2 separate regions of the Mus musculus genome follow, and region 1 is linked to region 2. The links are chromatin contacts, called in public Hi-C maps. All regions are on one chromosome and are shown on one strand. Each heading gives the region's core, a stretch centred on a gene start, on an enhancer-like site or on the middle of the called end of the contact. The rest is flanking DNA. Distances are from core to core; before and after follow the strand shown. Region 1 holds the start of Fabp5 (fatty acid binding protein 5, epidermal). Region 2 has its middle 19 kb from the start of Tpd52.

Region 1 (4,293 bases), core at 92-2,591, 1.0 Mb after region 2:
CTGTGGATCTGAAGGAGTCTTCCATCCTGGGTTCACTTCCTCAGCTGCAGGGCAGCGTGACTGCAGTAAATTCACTTAGAGTTATTGTATATATCCAACCTAGTAAAAAATTATGGCTCAGCTGCCCTCAAACAGACTTAGGACATTTACATTGGCCTGTGGTTGGGCAAATTATCTAATACAAACCTGAATCCTAACAAAGCATGGACTATCACAGGTGGCTTACTAAAAATGACACTGAAAGTGAGGATCAGTAACTGTGTAATGACAACTTCCGCAAGGGTGTTGGCCACACCTGTAATGTCAGCATGTGGTAGCTGGAGAGTGATGGTCAGGAGCTACTAGCTGCATATGGAGTTAGAGGCTAGCCTGGGCTACATGACCGCTCCATAACCTTTACTCAATTCCTCTTCTCACTGTCTCATAAAATGTGCTCCCTTTGTCTCCCTGTATCTCTCCCTGCCTCCCCTCCCCACACACTCAGATTCTGTGACTGGCGATGGCATCTAACTGTCAGCGGATTGTCCTTGGAGCCTTATGTTTTGTGGGACTTCAGTGCATATCAAAGTGATAATTTTTTTTTTATAGTCAGTATATTCTAGGCAATTTACTAATTCATAGCTGGGCCAGCCACCCTCAAAGGATGGAGGGAAGTAAAAGTTTTGATCCCTGATCGGGGAATAGAAGCTAGTAAGATTTTTCAGGAAGTGACAGTTACCTAAGCTGAAACTTGCTAGTGTAGTGGAGAAAACAAACTTGTAGAGCATTGTAATCTCCCTTAGAGACTGCTGCCAGGATTGTCTAGCATGCACAGACAGACAACCAAGAGGCCCCAGTGAGGCCCCAGGAGGCGGGAGGGTGGGGTCAGAAGGTTCTTTCATGAGGGAGTAGGATGTAGGGCTAAGGAGATTGCAGTTTATTAATTCAGTAATCAGCCATTCAATTCCTATAGCGCCAAGCGATGGCTAATTTGTTCCTCCCAGGTACTTATCAAAAGCAAATGGAGGCGGCAGGACAGTGGGACCACGGCGCGCAGGCTGTCCTCAGATGGCGCGGGTGGGGGTGGGGGTGATCCCTGGGCCCACGGGACTGTGCCGCAGCTGTCACTAAGGGAGGCACAGGGCGCGCCAGACGAGTCGCAGCTTGCAGGAGCTGCGGGAAACGTGACGTCCCAGTCCGGCGCAGCCAGGCCAGGGTGGCACCTTCAGACCCCCCAGCACAGCCCAAGGCGCACAAGTCCGGGCGTGGCGAGGGGCGGTACCAGGCTGAGGCGCGCCTCCTATTGGCTGCCCGACACCACCCCCACACCAAGGACGATATAAGCGCAGATGGCGCCAGGAGCGGAACAGCGCCCTCGCCACCGCGTCTCTGCTGCTTTTGTGCTCTCCCTCCCACCATGGCCAGTCTTAAGGATCTCGAAGGGAAGTGGCGCCTGATGGAAAGCCACGGCTTTGAGGAGTACATGAAAGAGCTAGGTGAGATTTTATCGCCGAACCCCTCCCTGGCTCCTCATCCTTGTGGGGATGTGTTGGTTCCCTTCCACCATGCGATCGGGGGAGCTGCAGGGAGCACCTTGCGGCAGTTAGGATGGAGTGCCCGCCTTTGTCGCCGGCTCCGCACGTGGTGGGTCACCCCGCTTCTCCCCTTTTCTGCTTCTTGCCCCCGAAGCAGCCCCTCATTGCTTCCGGCCCTTCACAGGTGCGTGCCAGCGGTACTGCTGTGAGCCCCCTACAAACAGCCCCTCAGTTGCCTCTTAATGTTATCCCCACTTCTCTTCCTATCCTCACCTGTGCCACCGTCCTGCCCCATCATCCTCCCCTGGCGTGGCAGCACTCACTCTCCTTTTCCCTTTGCCCCATCTTTTGTTCCTCGATGGCGCCAGTCCCCTCCACCCCATCTCCGCCTCAGAGAGGACACCGCGTGGTAGGGCGTGGTTTCTGCAGAAGCTCTTTAGAGGCTATGAATGATGCTGCTTATATCCCTTTCTCTGCAGCACGTCTCAGGTCCTCTCCTCGCCGCACTGGCTAGGCGTGGCGCCCGCGGCGCTGCACGGTCGACAGCTGGTGGCATGTGGGCGAAGTGCGGAGACATCCATTGTGCATGGTTGTTGTCTTGCGACCGTTCTGTTCTACTTCTTTCTCTTGATTCTGGAGGGTGAGGAGCAAGGAGACTTGGGCCTGGCTGGAAAACTATAATCAGAAACTGCTGTTGCTGGGCCGTGGCTGCCAACTGCTACAAGATGGGTGTGGCTTTGCAGCAAGCACTTGCTCCTTAAAGCCTAACCAGAGAGTGGGCAAGGTTCAAATTCACCCTCACTGGAAATAGTGCCTCGTTGTCTGTTGCCAGTTTTGCCTACTCTTAAGATAGGGATGCATTGGTAAACACAGAACAGACAACGAAATCGACACTTGTCACAGATGCTAGGAAGTGGGATGGGGTTAACGGAAAGGTACTCTCTCGGAAGAGGTACTGCTGGTAGGAGGAGGCAGCTTCAGGCGCTGCTGTTCACAGTATTCCTCCCTGGTTAAGAACCAGCCTTAATTCTTTTAAACATTCAGCACACTATGGGGCTAAGTCTGGCTCCTGATGAATCCTGTTTGTGCTAACGCTATTGTCAGAATGTGGATGCATTAGGGGTTTGTGTCTTTCCTTGTCCACAGTGGAAAGCCGCACAGGTGTGAGTGAGAGCCAGTAGAGAGCACTGTTTGAAAGCAGCTGGTGTTTATGCTGTGAGTGGCTAGTTCTCCAGATTGTGGCCTTAGGAAGGTTATAGGCCTTACCCATAGGTTCTGGGCAATGTAGAGGGGAGCACAGCAGAAGACTCACAGGGACACGGGAGCCTGGCTGAGCATCCTGCTTGGACGAGTGTCTCCTTTCTTGTGAAAGTATCCCAGGTTCCTTATGAGTGTTACCATCAAGGACACGGACATAAACCACTGCATAACCCAGAAATGTGGAACTCCATACTGTGAATAAACAAACCACACAGCATAAAAGTCAACCAGATACTCAAATCGTACAGTGTTTCCAGATAGCAGCACGTCAGGTTCCTAACATACAGAACAAGCCTTACCATGGAAGCTCACATGGTCACACAGCTTTGAAATGTTTGTTCTTTCCCTGGGTGTGTTTTCCCTCTACTTATTGACACCAGAGGCATGCCACTCACTTAAAATACTGTGCTGTTTGCATTGAAAGCTTATTTTAAAGCATCTACCAACTGTTTTTTTTTTGTTTGTTTGTTTGTTTTTTTTTTTTTTTTTTTTTTACTTACATTGTTGTTTTGAGAACACGGTCTCTCTGCAGCTTAGGCTGACTTTGAACTGTTGACCCTCTTACCTCCATGTCTGGAATGCTGCTGGAATTACATGTGTGTGCCACCATGCCAGTCCTGTCATTTAAGGTTAGGGAGTAAAGTCTTGCCTGACTTTCTGAGGGCCAGTAGCTCAGTGGCTAGTAGCTGAGATTAGAGTCTTGTTGTGAGCGGGACTTGCCTCGAGTTCTGCCACTTCTGGCTAAAGCCGGGCTCTCATCTGTCCAGTGGAGACATCACCCCTGCCCATCCCCAGCTCAGGATGACCACGAGGCTTACATGTGTAATGGGAGCAACATGCTAGCTATGCAGGTCGGTGAGTGAGTGAGTGAGTGACAAGAGGCTGGCCAGTGGGATGATAAGGAATGAATCCTTGCTTATATTGTACAAATTATGTCATTTTCCATCCCACAGGAGTAGGACTGGCTCTTAGGAAGATGGCTGCCATGGCCAAGCCAGACTGTATCATTACGTGTGATGGCAACAACATCACGGTCAAAACCGAGAGCACAGTGAAGACGACTGTGTTCTCTTGTAACCTGGGAGAGAAGTTTGATGAAACGACAGCTGATGGCAGAAAAACTGAGGTCAGCTACAACATACTGTGAAGCGACAGAAGCTTCTAGATTTACAGATTAAATTGCATTAACAATGTCTGTACTTACTGCCAAGGGCTGACTGAAAAAACTACTTTATGGAGTTGACTTTTGATAAATTAGTAAAAGTCCCAGGACTAAGAAATGAAGACATCTTATGAGTTTCTAGATCGAAAAGCACATAGTTGTATTGTGAACAAAATCAGTATGATGGGGTGGAGTTCAGAGAGGGAAAGGCGAAGACTTGTTGGAGTGGTGTGGGTCGTGGGGGTTCCTTCACTTTGGAAGATGATGAACTAACTACCCTGTATTTTTGCAGACGGTCTGCACCTTCCAAGACGGTGCCCTGGTCCAGCACCAGCAATGGGACGGGAAGGAGAGCAC
Region 2 (4,579 bases), core at 571-3,070:
ACTACATTTGCTGGGATTAAAAGTGTGCACTAACCACCACCCTGCTGGAAGAGGAAGCCCTAATGCTTCCATCAGAGTAGCCTGTAGGCAAGTCTGCAAGGTCACCTTCTTGACTAATGATTGATGTGGGTCACCCACTGTGTATGGTACCACCCCTGGGCTGGCAGACCTAAATTCTCTAAGAAAGCAGGCTGAGCAAGTCAGGAGGAACAGGCCAGTAAGCAGCCCTGGCCCGGCCTCTGCTGTAGCTCCTGCCCTGATTTACCTCAGTGATGGAGCGTGTGACCTGAGACCTGTAAGCTGAAACAAACCCTTTCCTCCCCAAGCTGCTTTCGTTAGTGTGAAATCAGAGCAACACACACAACTAAGACAGACGGCTAGAGCCCAGAAGTTTGTCATAAGTCTGGACAACACAGCAAGGCCCTTTCTCCAGGATTTTAATTTAAAAACTCACTTACGGTACATCCTTATAATATTCATAAAATATAGAGGTTTTATATCATCATGAAAGTCACATCCATTTACTGGCTGATCTTTCAAGTGAGACACATCACACATGACAGATGTTGCAAACAGATTTAGAACTGGGTGAAGGGATGGTCAGACTCAGGAAGAATGTTCATGTTTCTTCAAATGAAAGCTATCGCCAAGTAAGGTTTTCTTGGTGTTCTATATCGCTCTGTAGAGCATAACACTTCATTCTTTCACAATTATAGCAGAAACAATGCTTAACATCTGTCTTCATTGTCTCAATATCCAAGGCTGTCATTGTACAGTTAGAGCTGAAATCAGAGCTCTAAGACAAAGCAATACGTGAACTGGGAACTGGGAACGTTACACGTGGAGGCCCTACTGAAACTCATCAAGCCAGAACAGGAAGTCACCTCCAGCTGAAGCCGAATGACCTTTCCTGATCACCCCTGTCACTGAAGGCCTGTCTTCCACACCGCAGTCACCTCTCCATGGCAACCAGCAAGCTCAGCAGAGGCCTCCTCACATTAAATATTTATTAGGTCTCAGACCAGGAAGTGACTGGGGAAGGCCAGGCACCACACACAAATCTCAGATCCTTTCTTCAAAACCACGGTTTTTGTTAGATTCCCTGAAACCACATAAGAAAGGTGATGTCCACAAAGAGGATGTCTCCGATCTGTGAGATGGGTATGCACTGAAACTATAGACCTTTTGCATAGCTTTTATGTCCACTTGTTTCAAGGTATTCTGTGTCCATTTTGACCAAACTTAAGAATTATCAAAGTGTCTGGCACACTTCAACTTCCTCAACTCCTGATCCCAGGAAATTAGACCACCAAAAACCTCATAAAGTAAGTTATCTCTATTTTTAAGAATAGTTGTTATCTATATGAGTGTCTTGCCTACATTTCTGTCTGTGTAGCACAAGTGTACCAGGTGCCTGCGGCTGTCAGAAGAGAACATAGCCCCCACCCTTCACTCCCAGACCTGGAGTTACCAATGGATGTTAGCCACCATGTGGGTGCTTCACCAACTGTGCCTCAAGCGAAAGGAAAACCAGACTTGCCAGAAGCCGGAAGGAAGATAAAACCACCATCCTTGTGGCCAAACATGGTGACCTTCTGCTAAGACCCGAAAGGCAAGTAAGTGATTCTTTAAATGCCACATTTGTCACCACAGATGGTGACATGTGCGCACGGGAAGATCATCTGTGTGCTGCAGGGCTGCTGAGGAAGCTGCTCACGTGGACTGACACCTTCCCACAGGTGCTCAGGGGCAGAGCCAGCCTCTTAGACCGGCAGCAGCATCCCTTCCTTCCTGAGGAGCTCTGCAGTTCCCAGGCCCAGGGCATGAGGCAAAGAGGAAGCCCTCACTGACAGACACCTCAGCACTCGCGTAGGGGGAGCGGGCAGCTCTGCACTCAACATCTGCGTGAGGCAAAAGGAAAAGCAATTTTCCCCCTCAAATCAAACTGAAAAGTAATACCTTTTCTTGTGGAATATGTGCCCTGATTGGTTTGTTTGCTTTGTTTTGTTGGGAGAAGAATCTCTTATTTTTAAAATAGCAGCAGCTTTGAGGGGCTGGTTTTAATAATTTAGGCAAAAGGAGGCTGAAAACTGTGTATGAACCTACATTCCATCTCTTCCTTCTCCCTGTCCACGCCCCTCTCCCTCCTCCTCTCTCTGCCTCTCTTCCTCCCCCCCCCCATCCTCTTCACCTCCCTCCCTCACCTCCTCCCTTCTCTTTCCTTCCTAATTTTACCATCCCATGGTTTCTGAAAATTTGGAACTGGTTATTGGTAAAACTAAAAACACAGTGGGCCCTCTATAGCCCACCCATGACTACAGGCCTCCCTACTTCTTGTGGCAGTGCTGCCAAGGCATGGGGGTGGGGAGAACCCCTCAGCAGGACACCGCAGTCAACACTGATCTTGGTCATGGGCATCAGAGTTCGGCATGACGTAGGAAAACTCTGAAGATGCTGAAGATGCTGAAGATGCTGGTGGTGTGTGCCTGAAATCCAGCTCTGAGACATGGACAGAAAGGATGCAGCTAGCTCACAGTGTCCCTCTCTCAGTCCAACTGAAACTGCTACGTTGGTGCATCCCTACAATCCCAGCATTAAGGAGACTGAGGCAGGAGGATCACTAATTGGAGGCCAACCTGAACTACAGAACAACAGACACTCAGCCCTCTATGTATATGACCCACTGCTGCTGAACATAGTTCTTACCAGTCTGCAGTTGTTAGAAAGGAAAACTTTTGAGTATTAAAAAGGGTTTTAAATATGTCAACACACGCACACACACACACACACACACACACACACACTCTCACACGTCAGTAATCCGAAGGCTACTACACACAGTGTGAAAGGTCCAATTGGCGCATTCCAATTCCACTGCACTGAATTAGCTGCGAACTGGAAGGTGAATAAGGCAAACTGCGTATGGTTGGGCATTACCATGTGAGTACCAGGAAGTCAGCGTCTAAACTAAAGTTTCACATGATCATCAATTTCACTTCTGCATATTATCCTTGACAAGCACACTTCATGCAGGAAACTAAACAAAGCACTTGCTTATAATAATTCACACACACACACACACACACACACACAAACCACTGGAAAGAACCAAAATAACTGCAGCCTGACATGAAGTCATAGCACATAAATACTCTGTAATGCCATGCACCAGCTGAGGAGGATGAAGTGACCAGCAGGTACTTATACAGAGCTCTGCATGACCCAGAGGAAATGGAAAATACACATGTGTATATATAGCTCAGTAACATTTGTTTTTCTAAAACAGCACACAAGGGGACTGGAATGGCTCATTGATTAGGCTCACTGGCTGTGCTTCCAAAAGATCTGGGTTCGATTCCCAGCACCCACATGGCAGCTCACAACTGTCTGTGACTCCGCCCAGATCCAGGGAATCTGACCCCCTCATCTGGTCTCCAAGGGCACTCCAGGCAAGTGATGTACAGACAGGCATGCTGACAAGATAGCCATACTAATAAATAAAATAAAAGGGCACACAAGAGCTGGGGATGTGACTCAGTGTAGAATACTTGCTGAAGATACATGAAGCCATGGGTTCGACCTCCCATCGACACAGACATACGGCACATACAAGCTCATCCCAGAAGTCAGTAGTAGAGGCTGTATGAATACTGAAAGTTCAAGGACAGAGCAAAATACATAGCAAGTTCCAGGCCAGCCAAGTCTACACAAAGACTGACTCTCAAACAGCAAGAAAACAACAACTAAAACAGCAACACCCCTCCCCCGTAAAAAAATTCTATTCCATATAATGTGACCAAAAGTGGTCCCTGAACAGTGACACATGCAATCTTGCTTAAAATATCTACTACCAGGCCTGACCTTTGACCTGCAGAGTCAGACTCTGGATAGTGCTACCATCTGCCTGTCAGAGAAGTCTAGGCTTGGGGAGGCCTGGTTCATACAGGCAGAGATCACAGTAGGACAACTGTCACCTGAGGTTCCCGGGCTTCACCCGTATTTATGCTCACTCTGCTTTCCATAAGCACTCTATGCATGGGTCCTCTATGCATGGGTCCTCTCTCTATGCATGGGTCCTCCATGCATGGGTCCTCTATGCATGGGTCCTCTATGCATGGGTCCTCTCTCTATGCATGGGTCCTCCATGCATGGGTCCTCCATGCATGGGTCCTCTATGCATGGGTCCTCTATGCATGGGTCCTCTCTCTATGCATGGGTCCTCTATGCATGGGTCCTCTCTCTATGCATGGGTCCTCCATGCATGGGTCCTCCATGCATGGGTCCTCTATGCATGGGTCCTCTATGCATGGGTCCTCTCTCTATGCATGGGTCCTCTATGCATGGGTCCTCTCTCTATGCATGGGTCCTCTATGCATGGGTCCTCCATGCATGGGTCCTCTATGCATGGGTCCTCTATGCATGGGTCCTCTCTCTATGCATGGGTCCTCTATGCATGGGTCCTCTATGCATGGGTCCTCTATGCATGGGTCCTCTCTCTATGCATGGGTCCTCCATGCATGGGTCCTCTATGCATGGGTCCTCTCTCTATGCATGGGTCCTCTATGCATGGGTCCTCTAT

Evidence for each region. Hi-C and Micro-C count contacts between places; a contact is called where the count stands out from the background.
Region 1: a Hi-C map of B cells shows a contact between it and region 2, with 6 read pairs. The contact joins the promoter of Fabp5 here to the enhancer-like site in region 2. A contact is called at or near these places in 2 of 39 promoter capture datasets (the HPC-7 cell line and liver), 1 of 484 Hi-C or Micro-C datasets (B cells) and 1 of 115 datasets of contacts at active chromatin or transcription factors (astrocytes).

The regions. Positions count from the first base shown.
Region 1 is chr3:10,011,244-10,015,536 of GRCm38.p6, forward strand. Fabp5 (fatty acid binding protein 5, epidermal) reads left to right here and starts at 1,342. Exons shown (of 4, transcript NM_010634.3): 1 at 1,342-1,475; 2 at 3,728-3,900; 3 at 4,229-4,293. The coding sequence starts at 1,397.
Region 2 is chr3:8,980,916-8,985,494 of GRCm38.p6, forward strand. It overlaps a transcript of Tpd52 not described here. Among named protein-coding and RNA genes, the nearest start is that of Tpd52, 19 kb to the left of the region's middle. Within about 2 kb of position 1,821, at least 117 of the 459 cell types and tissues checked have an H3K27ac peak or open chromatin away from gene starts, as enhancers often do. A contact at or near this core is called in B cells, where this site is marked.